Linked DNA regions of Mus musculus: region 1 is linked to region 2. Evidence: chromatin contacts called from public Hi-C data. All regions are on one chromosome and are shown on one strand. Each heading gives the region's core, a stretch centred on a gene start, on an enhancer-like site or on the middle of the called end of the contact. The rest is flanking DNA. Distances are from core to core; before and after follow the strand shown. Region 1 overlaps Angpt1 (angiopoietin 1). Region 2 has its middle 340 kb from the start of Abra.

What was found. Hi-C and Micro-C count contacts between places; a contact is called where the count stands out from the background.
Region 1: a contact with region 2 is called in a Hi-C map of the G1E-ER4 cell line, with 5 times the contacts expected there. The contact joins two enhancer-like sites.

Annotation. Positions count from the first base shown.
Region 1 is chr15:42,517,701-42,524,789 of GRCm38.p6, reverse strand. Angpt1 (angiopoietin 1) reads left to right here. Exons shown (of 9, transcript NM_009640.4): 2 at 1,131-1,286. Among named protein-coding and RNA genes, the nearest start is that of Gm41313, 140 kb to the left of the region's middle. Within about 2 kb of position 3,864, at least 45 of the 459 cell types and tissues checked have an H3K27ac peak or open chromatin away from gene starts, as enhancers often do. A contact at or near this core is called in the G1E-ER4 cell line, where this site is marked.
Region 2 is chr15:42,206,226-42,213,207 of GRCm38.p6, reverse strand. No RefSeq gene overlaps it. Among named protein-coding and RNA genes, the nearest start is that of Abra, 340 kb to the right of the region's middle. Within about 2 kb of position 5,142, at least 6 of the 459 cell types and tissues checked have an H3K27ac peak or open chromatin away from gene starts, as enhancers often do. A contact at or near this core is called in the G1E-ER4 cell line, where this site is marked.

The sequences.
Region 1 (7,089 bases), core at 2,615-5,114, 310 kb before region 2:
TTGCTAAGTAAGACTTGGCAGAGCTACCAAGTGGTTAAAAGTGTTTGTATGAGAGTTAAGGAGTTCCATGCTCAAGTCCAAGTCTGACTGTGTGTGTGGTGTGTGGCCTTAGATTTGATGTCTTTGGGACTTAGGTTCTCCATTGAAAAATTAGGTAATAAAATGCAGTCGCCACACTGAAGTGGGAGGGAAGAGTTAAGCACACTGACAGGGAAGTGCTGGCTTCTGCATTCTTCAGGCAATGCCTATGCTGTTTCATTCTCCCAGGTGCCTAACAAGCCCCCCACCCCCACCCCAATCAGTCACTTAATAATTCTCATTGGCCCCTATGGTACTATCATTTTAATGCTCATTGTGTTCTCTAAGATGGTATCATAAAGGAATAAATTTTACCCACAGCAAGAAGGGCAAATGGTGTTTTATGAACTGCAATTTCAATGCCTTCTTTTTGAGCTTTCAAAGGAGCAAGGAGAATATTTAAAGCTAGCTCTTGGGCTCTGTAGGTCATACAGTACATCACTGTTGATGTTTCAGTGTTTTCAAAGGCTTTTTTTCATGGATGACTGCCCTCCTCCTACTTCCTGTCTTTTTCTCCCAATGTGACCTGCCTTTATTTATGATCCTGAAACAGAGACAGGATGCTGAATTCTTCTGAGATGGGTAGTCAACATGGTAGACCAAAGCAATAGGATTTACCTTTAGGTTATTTGCTAAGTCTCCTGCATTCACTGGTTTATTTCTGGCTCTTTCATGTTCTGTTTTCTTGGCTATGAGAGAGAGAGAGAGAGAGAGAGTGAGAGAGAGAGAGAGAGAGAGAGCCAACAGCCTCATTCACATCTTTGCAGTGAGGGTTAATTGAGATCATGTCCACAACAGGAAAGTGGAATCCAAGTGAAAATTTTCATTATGATTTGTGATTACCATGTGTATGTGTCTGTGTATCCAGAGTGTGTTAGCAGCTGAATTGGTGTGTGTTCTGCTCTCATTCCTCAACTCCCCAACATGCAGAGGCTCTCTGCCAGATGGCTTCTCTGCCAGCTGTGTCTTGTTTTGTCCTTGTAAACACTGCATGCCCCAACAGGGGAGGCTTTACTTATAATCTAACATGCCTTGTCCTTTATCTCTTTCAGCTTGAGAATTACATTGTGGAAAATATGAAGTCGGAGATGGCCCAGATACAACAGAATGCTGTTCAAAACCACACGGCCACCATGCTTGAGATAGGAACCAGTCTCTTATCTCAGACTGCAGAGCAGACCCGAAAGCTGACAGATGTTGAGACCCAGGTATGTCCTCAAGGCCAGAGTCACATACTCAACAAGAAGATTATTTTAGAAATAGTCTTTAGTCTACTCCATAAACAAAGAGCATATGTCAGCATGAGATTTGGGAAAACATACATTTTTTGTTTATTGGTAACAACAACAATGAGTGCTTGACAAGCTATGAGTGCCTTAATGAGGGGGATTATATTTAGGCTTACATGTGTTTGCAAAAAGAGAGCAGGGAAAAAACCTAATCAGCATTAAGTTCAAATAAACACTGCAGCTACCAACTGTGATATGACTTGTGTAAACCAAAATAGTCACGTGGTGACTGCTGACTGTTGACGAGCTTTCTGAGCTGTCTTGCTTTATCTCTGGCAATGCATTCTTGATAATGGCATCTGTGATACCAGTAAATTGAAAGGAAAGCTTCAGGTTCTCTGAGCAAGAATTAGCATGAGTCTGCATAAACCTGTACGTTTGAGTGGAAATTAGTACAATGTAAGGATGCCTTTAAATTATCACTGTCATAAGTATAGTGTCATATGCACTGGAAGATGGCCTCTCAGTGCAGTTAACTGTGGCTAGTGTGACTCCGTTGTGATAGCATTCTGAAACTTGGAATGAGAGGTGGCTCTGTTCTGATGTAGCTGATTTCTATCAAGGCACAAAATTTGCATGTGTAAATATTTCTACTTTATTTAATCTGTGTCAGTGATATTGTAAATCATGTTAATAGTTAAAGAGAAGTAGCAAAGATGCTTTGTAGAGATAAAACAATTTGTATGAAATACAGGTTGCCTAGACAAACGAAACAAAGCAAAACAAAACAACAAAAAAATTAAAAATCACACACATTTATGAAAATCATTTAAAGAATGTAGGTAAGGAAGATATTCTTATCTCTTTCACTAACACAGTTATTGAACTCTAGAGTCTTCATATCTCTTTCACTGACTAATGATACTAATAATCAACTAGTGAAATCAGAATTTAAATGCTGATTGCAATGGAGGAATAAATTGCCTGGATTTTGAAGAACACTTTTTTTTTTTCTGTAGACCACTATCAGATATACAGGAAATATAGGGAATGGCAACTAGATCTCATAACTGAACAACATGATATGTATTGACTCATTTATAATCATGTAAAGCAAGCATGCTCATTTATAAAATATTGATTTCCTATATTACACACAATGAAAGTGTTTGTTTTGTTCTTTTTTTTTTTTTTTTTACTTTATCTAATGCCAAATGCTTACTTCCTGCAACAAACAGTTTCATAAGTTCCAACCCTGAAACACTAGCAGGTGAGATGGTTCAATCGTGTAAGGTGCTTTTCACCAAGCTTACGGACATGATTTCAAGTCTCAGAATTCAGAATTCATGGAGAAGGAGAGGACTCCAGTGTGTGTGTGTGTGTATGTGTGTGTGTGTGTGTGTGTGTGTGTGTGTGTGTGTGTGTGTGCAAGGATCTTTATTTATTTTTATGTCACTCCAAAACCTTCTCTGATATTGTTTTTATTCTTTTCTCATCAAGGAAGTACTGATGTGGTGGAGAAAAAAAAAGTCTTGTCAATATTTTAATCTTCAATCTGTAAAGATTTTTGTTTTGCAAGTTTTTAAAAGTAGCAATTTATTCTATGTTCCAAAGACTGGGAAACATGTACTTTCTGAAAGATAATACAGAGAAGGCAATGAATAAAGAGAAAATAGAACTCTGAAAATTCATCATAAACAGTGAAAATTCATCATAAAGGCCAATTAAAGTTTACTAGATATAGCAAGAATATTTTTAGGATAGACAAACTCAAAATTAATCACAAATCCTTCAGAATTATCAACCAGAGTCAATTAGACAAGAGAATGCTCAGACAGGCCTCCTTGTGCTTTACAAAGTGAAGCCCCTGCATTCTTCTCATCTTCCTTTGAACATGTGGCAGTCATTGGTGTTTACACTCCAAACTTTTCTTTATCAAGTGTGCATCCACATGGTGTATATTTGAACTCTTGTGTGTGTTTTGCTTCAACCTAACCATGAAAGTGCACCCTGTTCCTGCCACAGAGTCATTTACAAAATGAATACTCAGTGCCTTTACATGATTCACTCAAGAGCTGAAGGAGCCTTCTACTCAGTCCATGTTTGCTCTGGTATTTTGCTCTGATATCCTCCTAACTCGGTTTCACACTTTTGTGGTTTCCTTTCCTGAAAATTGACTTCAGGCTGTTTTAGAATCTGAGGATCATGTAGCAAGAGCTTTGCCCCGTTGTGCACCCTGGCTCTCACATGATGATCTTATAAAGATAAGCTCCTTATTGCTTACTAGTCCTCTGTTGACCTTCTAGATTTGTACTTTCAAAGGCAGTAGGAAGGCCTTGGTTTTGCTGCAGGGCATAAAGAATCCCTACACCCAATGAACATTATAATCAGAAAAGGGGTCCTGGGATGAGCACCTCTAGAAAAGATTGCTGGCCATGGGCGTGCTAATGAGAAATTGAAACCAGAGAAAGCCTTTTCCTTCTCCCTATCTCAGTGGAGAACAGCACTCATTCAGACACATCAGTATCTGCAAACATCCCTTCCTCTCCAAGTTCCTCTTTTTCATAAAGGAGTGAGGATCATGAATTATTCATGTGCCCCTCCTGTTGTGCAATCTCACTCTCACTTTGTCCTCAGGCAAATTTGGTGTCAAGGGAGAGAATTTATCAGATCAACAAACCAAATTAAGTTCTACTTTTAATTGTCCCCTTGCCTCAGTCTAATCTTACACACATATTAACTAGTATCAGCAAATACGTCCTATAAAGTATGTCATATTTTCATTCCTTGTTGGAAGATGAGGAAACTAAAATAAAGAATGATGCAAAAAGTCGGTTCAGATGAAAGAATTAGTGACCATTAAAGTGAGAATTTAAAGTGAAGCAGTCTGGTGTCAAAATCTGCATGACGAGTATCTTTCTACCAGTGCTGATCTCTCTCCTGTGGTTCTGCTTTTTTCTTTAAGATTATGGAATTATCATCAACGGGTGCAAACAGAGAACAAGATTTAGCTCAGAGCAATACTCTTAAAACTACTGAGCGCCTCTTATATGTAATACCATGGCTTTGCTGCTTATGGGAATGGCAGTCTCCCCCTTCCCACACATACACCATTCATTCTCTCAGGTGCCAGTGACCTCATCACATGCAGCCTTCAAGCTGTCCTTGCCAGCTGCCAGCTGTGTCAACTGTAGGGAATGTCTTCAGACAGCTATCTCAAGTTTCCTCCAGTCTCCAATAGTTCCAGCACTATGGTATTAGAAACAGAATTTAATGTCATTTGAACAGATGTATTTTGCATATTTCCATGGGGCAAGATGTCACAATAAGCAGTCCTTATGTTCACTGTCTTTGAGTTAAGGTGGTATAAAGTCTCTAGATCAAGTCTCTTTCTCCAATTTCTGTCACATTTAAAACACACCTTTTGAGTATGCTGTTGTGGGAAGTCTGATTGAACAGGGACCCCAGCTGCTGTAGTCTCAAGCCCATCAGGTATTGGTGCAGAGACCACAATTCTCAACAGCCATTTCTAAGCAATGACTCACTGTGGCAGGATACTTAGCATCCTTCCCAGGAGCTTTAGAACTTTGCTGACACATGACTTTGGCTAGTGTTTTCCCATCGCCTGTTGCATATAATTACAGCTGTCTTGAGGACTAAGACTTCCACTGAGTACTCCTTTTGCCTGCTCTCTTCCTCACTGGGGTAAAGCCTGGACCTCAATCTGAAGACCATCTCTGGCTCCTCCCACTAAGTTTCCCTCCATAGACATTTGCTCTAATAAATCCCCTGCACTTTAATCCCACTTCCCTTCTGCTTCTCAGAGGTCACTAAGGACTATAACTTCATGGATCACAACAGCACAGTTAGAAACTTGAAGCAGTTCAGAAGTAGTCTGTTGAAAGAGCACATCTTTCTTAGATAAGACGGTAGACATAAGTTTCTTCTTATGTCTACCGTCAAAGGCTGACTCTAAAAATTGAACTGTCTTCCTTGATAGGACATTCGAATAAACTTTAAACCTTGAACTAGCTGAAATGATGGTGAAATAAATTAGCGAGAGGGTCTTATAAGGAAAATACATTGGTAATTAATTTGCATAAAGTGCTGGATGACGATTCAGAAAATGTTGGCTCAATTTGACAAGTGTTCTTTTTTGAAGCTGCATTAACACAACCACATTTATCTATGCATATGCTGTGTGTGGCTGTGTTACTGTTCTCACATCGGGGTGGTAATGCCAGAGTTATAGTAAAGACAACATGCCCTAGAGATCAGGGTTTCTGCCTCCCTCCCCCTCCCCTGTTAATGTGACAAAATATGTAACAGATACAACTTAAGGGAGTAAGAATTTATTTTGGCTTACAGTTTGAGAGTACAAAATTCATGATGTGGGGAAGGCCACATTGTGAGTGTGTAGCTGTGAATGCTCACGTTTAACTATATCAGAAAGCAGAAAGGTCTGAGGCTACACTACAAATAAGACAAGCTACAAACCTGAAGACTTACCCGTAGGGATCCATTTCTTCCACTGAGGCCCCAAGCCATAAAGATTCTATAATTCCCCAAAACAGCATTGCCAGCTGGAGACCAAATGTTCAAACACATGAACCTTTTGGGAACATTTTACATCCAAATAATGACAGCTCACCAAGCTAAGATAGTTACTACTTGGCTACTGACTGAAAAAAAAAAAAAATCTAACTAGTTCTTCAAACACATGTTAATTGGAAAGTAAGGATTTTCTTTCCTCCTTTGAAGCTCTATCACTGGGATTTGGAGTAGAACATGATGTATATCAAAACCTTAGTAAGTTCTAATTAAGTAATTAACAACCCTGATTGTAATATATTTGGATTTTAACCCAAGGCTGTGTTGGTAGTAATATAACTAAAAACTTAGCTGATGGGCTGAGTATGACTTCAAAGAAAAGTAAGCTACTGAAAAAGATTGGGCTGCAGGAGTAATCATCCCAATGTAGGTTTTTGTACTCTGAAGAACATGATAAATTTAGCCCCTTCCTGCCTTATTGTGATAATTTGATCTGTATAATAAGGAGAAATCAGATGATGCCATCAGCTGCCACAAACTGAAGACGTCAGGATGCCTGGAAAGGCAACAGTTTGTAGCAGTAGTTAATGGTCAAAATGGCATTTTCTTAGGCAGAGAAGCTGTGGGTTCTTAGTTACTTTTAAGGAAGAACTGAGACTCTAAATTTAGAGAAGCCACATAGTTCACTCTAATAAACAAGATAATTCAACCTACAATATCTGCATGTTTTAAAAAGTACTGTACTTACCAAATTCCATAGCCACATGCAGTTATTATATTTTAAATATGGCACAAAGTTACATTGTTAGGTTATAAATGGTATATATTAATATTCAATATATATTATTCGATATATATTATATTCAAATATAATGAGGTTACTATGAACATTACAAATACTGATATGGATGGTTAATATAAACATATATGACATAAATATAATACATTATAATTTTATACAGTATTAAATATCTATTACTATAACCTATATTAACAATATTTTTCCAAGGTTCCTTAATTTTTCAAGTGATTTTGCAGATAATTTGTTTTCCAAGTTTGATGGGCTCAGTAAACTTGGGTGTCTCTTTTCTTTCTGGCTCCCTCCCCACTTAAGAATAACATATTTAAGCTACTTAGACAACCATTCGATCATCTCTCATATTCTGGGATTGCCAGAGTGTTTATTTGGCATACCTTTTGATTTGTTTTTCCAACACTTCTACTTGTTTAA
Region 2 (6,982 bases), core at 3,893-6,392:
ACTAGAGCTATCTGCATATCTATCTTCTAAGCTATTAAAATCTACTTCCACATTAAAAAAAAAAAAAACAAGTTAAGAGTAGCCATGTTCTGTCAGAGTTGTGCTTATTCCAATTGGCCAGGCTTCATGGCTATGTTCTTATGATTCACCTATCCCATGTAATGTTCTCCTCCATCCCGCTTATCTTCCTTCAGCTTCCGTTCCTCCTCATCATCTCTGCTCTGACACTAAGCACAGGAAACTCCACCTACCTCTCTTTGGCCTATCTTTAGTCAATTAATAGTTTTAAATTAAAGAGCAGGGCCATATACCATCACTTTGCACACCTGGAGTTCTGTCCCTGCAGCAGCCAGGCCTCGGGGGGCCAGTATATAACATTGCAATACATAGCAAAATATATAACCTCAGCAGCTGAAGGTGTTTATCAACTGTAGAAGTTCTCTGGTAAAATTTTGTGGTCATTTATGTATACTATCATATCTGTGAATAAAGATACTGTACTTCTTCCTTCCCAATTTGTATTCTTTCAATCTCTCTTTGTCTTATTGCTAAAGCTAAAACTTCAAGTAGTGTATTGACTAAATACAAAGATAGTAGACAGCTTTTTGTTGTCCCTGATCTTAGTGGATCTTTACATTTCTCCCCATTTTATTTGATGCTGGCTATCAACAATGGCTTAGGTACTAAAATCAACAATTAATAAGTTGGACCTTATGAAACTGAAAAGCTTCTGTAAGACAAAGGACTCAGTGAAAATATCAAACTGGCAGCCTATGGAATGGGAAAAGATTTTCACAAACTCCAAATCTAACAAAGGGATGACATCCAAAATGTATAAAGAACTCAAGAAACTAGACATCAACAAAGCAAATAATTCAATTTAAAAATGGGAAACAGATCTAAACAAACAAACCAAAAAATTCAACAGAAGAATCTCTAATGGCCGAGAAGCATATAATGAAATGTGGAACATCCTTAGTCAGGGTAATGCAAATCTCTGAGATTCCAATTTACACTTGTCATAATGACTAAGATCAAAAATGCAAGAGTCTGCTCATGCTGGCAAGGATGTGGAACAAGGGAAATAGTTCTCCATTGATGGTGGAATGAAAACTTGTACAACCACTTTGTTCATTACAATGACTCCTTAGGCTAGTTTGAGGCCTCTGACTTCTTCTTCTACAACAACAATACTTGACCTTCATGGAGACTCTGAGATATTCGGCTGTTGCCCTGAGTCTTGGGGTATCCTGTAGCTATAGATTCATAGGACTGGCCTCTTTGTGGCTCCAGCAGCTCATAGATAGAGAAAATGTTGGGCTAAGCCAACTCAAAGCCTTGGTGGTAGTTGACCTGGTCACCATGCCGGCTTTCCCATGGCCATGCCACCAGAATCTTCTCTCCTGCTGGCCAGGTGAGGGGCAGGGCCAGCTCTTCCCACATGCACCAGCCAACAACAATGAGTATAGTGTCCAGTTCCATGCTCTCCCACGCCTAGACCTCTGGGTTAGCTCCTCTACACCTTTCCTATGCCTGTGCTACCAGAGCTGGCTTTCCACATGGCTAAGTGAGGGGTGATGCCAGCTTCTCTCACACCCAGGTCATTGTGTTTAGCTTCTCCACACTGCCTAGGGCAGGGCTGGAGCCAGCTCTTTCATGTCCATGTCACCACTGGCATGTGGAGCAGAACCAACTCAGTGAACCTCTCAGGAATCATCATAGTTTTAGGCTGCAGTACAGACATAAATATTCTCATAGTCTTTTGTGGTAATGTGGCCACAGACAGCAACAAAGGCCCTGGTTGCAGCAGGACTGCAGTCCCAGACATGACTCTTGGTACAGCATGGCAATACTCTTGTCTCTGGTTGCTGCGCAGGACTCTCACATCAGGCTATTCATCACTGCTGTTGTTCTGCAGTTCCACCTCTCTTCATAGCCCACAAGCTACTTGGTTTCTCTTTCTCGCACATCATTCCACCATATACCTGCTTGCTTCTGGCAGGCTCCCAAATCTTCAATATAATTATGAATGAATCTAAGGTATTCTGTGAACTCATAATCCATGCCCAGATCTCAAAAGCTAACCTGTAATCTTCTTCTAAGGTCCCCATCACAATGAATATTTGGTTTCCACAGAGATGCAACACCTGGATCTCCATACAAGAAGAGACCTGCCTCATTTCCTCCAAGATTTGAGGGAGAATGCCCATATGTAGTCTTAAGCTATCAGATTCAATATCTACCTGATCTGTCCACAGAAATTTTGTACTTATCTGTGGGGCAGTGGACTGTGCCACGAGACAGAAAAAAACCTTGGTAAATTTAATCAGATTAAGAAACCCCAGTACAAAGGTCAAATCTAAATGGATTAAGGAACTCCACATAAAACCAGAGACATTGAAACTTATTGAGGAGAAAGTAGGGAAAACCCTCGAAGAGATGGGCACAGGGGAAAAATTCCTGAATAGAACAGCAATGGCTTGTGCTGTAAGATCAAGAATTGACAAATGGGACCTCATAAAATTGCAAAGCTTCTGCAAGGCAAAAGACACCGTCAATAAGACAAAAAGGCGACCAACAGTTTGGGAAAGCATCTTTACCTATCCTAAATCAGATAGGGAACTAATATCCAATATATATAAAGAACTCAAGAAGGTGAACTCCAGAAAATCTAATAACCCCATTAAAAATGGGGCTCAGAGCTAAACAAAGAATTCTCACCTGAGGAATACTGAATGGCTGAGAAGCAACTGAAAAAATGTTCAACATCCTTAAACATCAGGGAAATGCAAATCAAAACAACCCTGAGATTCCACCTCACACCAGTCAGAATGGCTAAGATCAAAAATTCAGGTGACAGCAGATGCTGGCGGGGATGTGGAGAAAGAGGAACACTCCTCCATTGTTGGTGGGATTGCAAGCTTGTACAACCACTCTGGAAATCAGTCTGGCAGTTCCTCAGAAAATTGGACATAGTACTACCGGAGGATCCAGCAATACCTCTCTTGGGCATATATCCAGAAGATGTTCCAACTGGTAAGAAGAACACATGCTCCACTATGTTCATAACAGCCTTATTTGTAATAGCCAGAAGCTGGAAAGAACCCAGGTGCCCCTCAACAGAGGAATGGATACAGAAAATGTGGTACATTTACACAATGGAGTACTACTCAGCTATTAAAAAGAATGAATTTATGAAATTCCTAGCCAAATGGATGGACCTGGAGGACATTATCCTGAGTGAGGTAACCTAATCACAAAAGAACTCACACAATATGTACTCACTGATAAGTGCATATTAGCCCAGAAACTTAGAATAGCCAAGATAGAAGATACAATTTGCTAAACGCATGAAACTCAAGAAGAACGAAGACCAAAGTGTGGACACTTTGCCCCTTCTTAGAATTGGGAACAAAACACCCGTAGAAGGAGTTACAGTGACAAAGTTTGGAGCTGAGACGAAAGGATGGACCATCTAGAAACTGCCATATCCGGGGATCCATCCCATAATCAGCTTCCAAACGCTGACACCATTGCATACACTAGCAAGATTTTGCTGAAAGGACCCAGATATGGCTGTCTCTTGTGAGACTGTGCCGGGGCCTGGCAAACACAGAAGTGGATGCTCACAGTCAGCTATTGGATGGATCACAGGGCCCCCAATGGAGAAGCTAGAGAAAGTACCCAAGGAGCTGAAGGGATCTGCAATCCTATAGGTGGAACAACAATATGAACTAACCAATACCCCCCTCCCCCGATGCTCATGTTTCTAGCTGCATATGAATCAGAAGATGGCCTAGTAGGCCATCAGTGGTAAGAGAGGCCCATTGGTCTTGAAAACTTTATATGCCTCAGTACAGGGGAACGCCAGGGCCAAGAAGTGGGAGTGGGTGGGGGAGCCTGTGGGGGACTTTTGGGATAGCATTGGAAATGTAAATGAAATAAATGCCCAATAAAAAAATAAATAAAATGAAACAAAATAAAAACCCATAGATTCAGGAGTTTCTCATTATAACCTTATAGTAACTTTCTTGAGCTGAGCCACAAAGTGTTTGGACTCTCCTGTATTTTGACTCACATAGTAACCATAGATTTAGCTAGATGATTCTCTGATTCCTTTTTTAACTTACTGTTTTGTTGTTAGCTTGCTTTGATGTTTGCATTACATCATTTTAAATTTGTTGGGCTCTAATAGCTTTGAAATTATATTTTGTATCTGTCTAATTGTGTTCTTGGGTATATTTCTATAAGTAAACTCTTTTTATGTAAAAACATAAAAAAAAAAAGAAAAGAAAAAGAAACCCCAGTGCATTCATACCTAAGAACAGTAGCCATTTTATTTACTCCCAGCCAGGTTCCTGTCCTGGAACAGGTGACCATGACACCCCACGAAGAGGATACTGACAATCAGTCCTGTAGGGCAGTGCCTGAAGCGCCTTTACATGCAGATGAAGCATCATTAACATCTCAGACCAAGCAAATAGGAAGCATCTCCTTTTAGACCCCAACCCACCCCAAAATGTATAAAAGACCCTGTCCACAAGGAATAAAGTGCGTGTGCTATTTCATCAAAGATCTGAGAGCATCTGTCATAGATAGAGGTGTAACACTTTGGGGAAGTGAATTCTTTCATGAAGCTTTTGTAGTTGGAAGCTGTTTGAACCTACCACAGTCACTTCCATCTCTGTGGCCCCAACCTTAGCTCCTAACCACCTGGTACTCCCTGCTGTCCCACTGAGCCCTGTTGGTCACTATCATCCCATTGTGTGCCACTTATGCTAGAACAGTGGTGGCCAGAAGAGACCCAGCAGCCTGCCTTGACCCAACTCCCTCTCCCTTTCAGAGAGCTCAACTCTTTGGCCACTCTAGCTCGGCCAGGGTCCTACAGATTCTCGAAGATAGCATCCAGCACACAGGAAAACCTATCCAGCAATTGGCTAATGAGAGATTTTAATCACCTGGCTAATGTGGGTCAGGTCCTAAAGAATATGTATGTATTCCAATAGCCCCACTGTACTGGCTAGTATTTTGGCAAAATATTACATTCATTGGCCATTCCCTTTGCTTAATTCTGTTCCCTTCACCATATCCTCACAAGTGCTCACCCATAGTGTATCTCAGTATTTCTTTCCAGAGGCCCTAACCCTAGACAACACCGTAGTTGACTTCTGTTAGTCAGCTTATTTCTGAAGCCATGTCACTGAGAGGGGAAATCTCATTTAACTCAGTATTCTTAGAAACTAGCAAGTCGTGACTAAATGGAAAGCAATCAGACATGAATTAAAATTAAAATCATCTTAGGGAAAATTAAATATTAAAAAATATTGGCAGAAAAATTGAACAGTCACAAAAGCAATTATTATGTTTCACTTTTTAAAATGCTTCCTATGAATGAAGCTATTTTCATGAACCACTCATACACTTTTAGAGGAAGTAAATTTTACCAGCAACTTCAACACTACTCAGAGTAGAATCCTCTGAATTACTTAACTGCTGCAGCAATGGTCCTCTTTCGTCCGAGTGCTTGCTCTGTACTTGGACAAAGCAAATAATGAACAATGTATGTACGACATCTGCTGGCTCACAGATTATGTTACATCTGCCTTTCAGTAAGGCTGGGCCACAGAGGCTGGGCATCCTGGAAAGTCAAACCTTTTCTTATGTTGAGCCTTGCACAAAGATTAACAGGACTCGATTTGTCTGTGCTGAGAGAGTGGGGGTTATTAATTTGCCAAAGATGCCACTTGTGATGAACAGAACAGCCCCATTCCTTGAATCCTTTGATTTATATTGTCTCCAGATTAATCGTCATTCATCCAATTAAATGCTCTGGATCTGGGCCTCTGGCCAGTTCCATGTCACAGACTGTGATAAGACCTATTAGCTGTAAGGCTTAAGTTAACCAGGATTGGACCCAAGGGAGGTATATTGCCCACATGAACCACCTTCTTCTACTTCTGCACCAACCTGCTTAATGCTAATATATATATTTCATTTTACATGCTATGCCCACAGTCTGTACATGAAATTCAATTCTTAGTAGAATGTTAAAGATTCCGTAAATTTGAAACTGCTGGCAAGTCAAGTTTAGAGGTTTATAAATTTATGTAAATATTTTTTAGCAACACACAAAGTTGTACAAGCACAAACTACAAGTAGGAAGACACCCCTAAAAAAATAGTACAAGGATGTTTCCCAGTGCTATTATTATAACATGCTCTGTTATAATACACTATTATATATTTATATAATATATAATATACTAACAAGAGGCAGGATGAGAAGAGAACTTTATCTATAGTATTTGTATAGTTACCTTTTTCCTAATCTTGGTTCAACACATATTTGTATAGCCTTTAAAACTTAAAATGGAGATGGTTCGTGTGCTGCGGAGACTCGCAGGAAAAGTAAAAGTCAAATGGAAACCTAGAAAATATCTTTTGAGTATGCACCGCTTCTTAGGCATGTAGAAGCAATCCAGGAAAGCTTAGCACAGGGTGCGGAGCCTCTGCTTCTTTGTAATGGACTAAAGTGTAGGCCTTCCTTTGAACTCCAAATCCTGAAAAATAGGAACTGATGAAAGGGTCAGTGGAGTTAATCACCATGGCAATCCCAGCAGGTATACACAGTTCACTCTTCAAGCTGACAAGTGTCCATAGGTTGAGGTTAACACTGGTATTCAGTAGCATGTGCCAGCAGTCCTCATAAGCATTTCCATATATGCCGTTAGTGGGGATGTCAACAAACACTTAAGCATTTTGAATTTTCTTGATTAACATGAGAAAAAAATTGTTTTGAATCATGATACTGGGAAAGATATCTTTATTAGTAGTCATATAAGCACATAATTCTCTATATTAGAATACCAGACTTCATTGAATGTGGTTCAGAAAAGGGCAGGAGGTATTTCTGCATCAAGTTACCCCTCTGTTCTTTGCATTCCACTTGATTTACAGTGACTTGGGATTAACCTCATGACTAC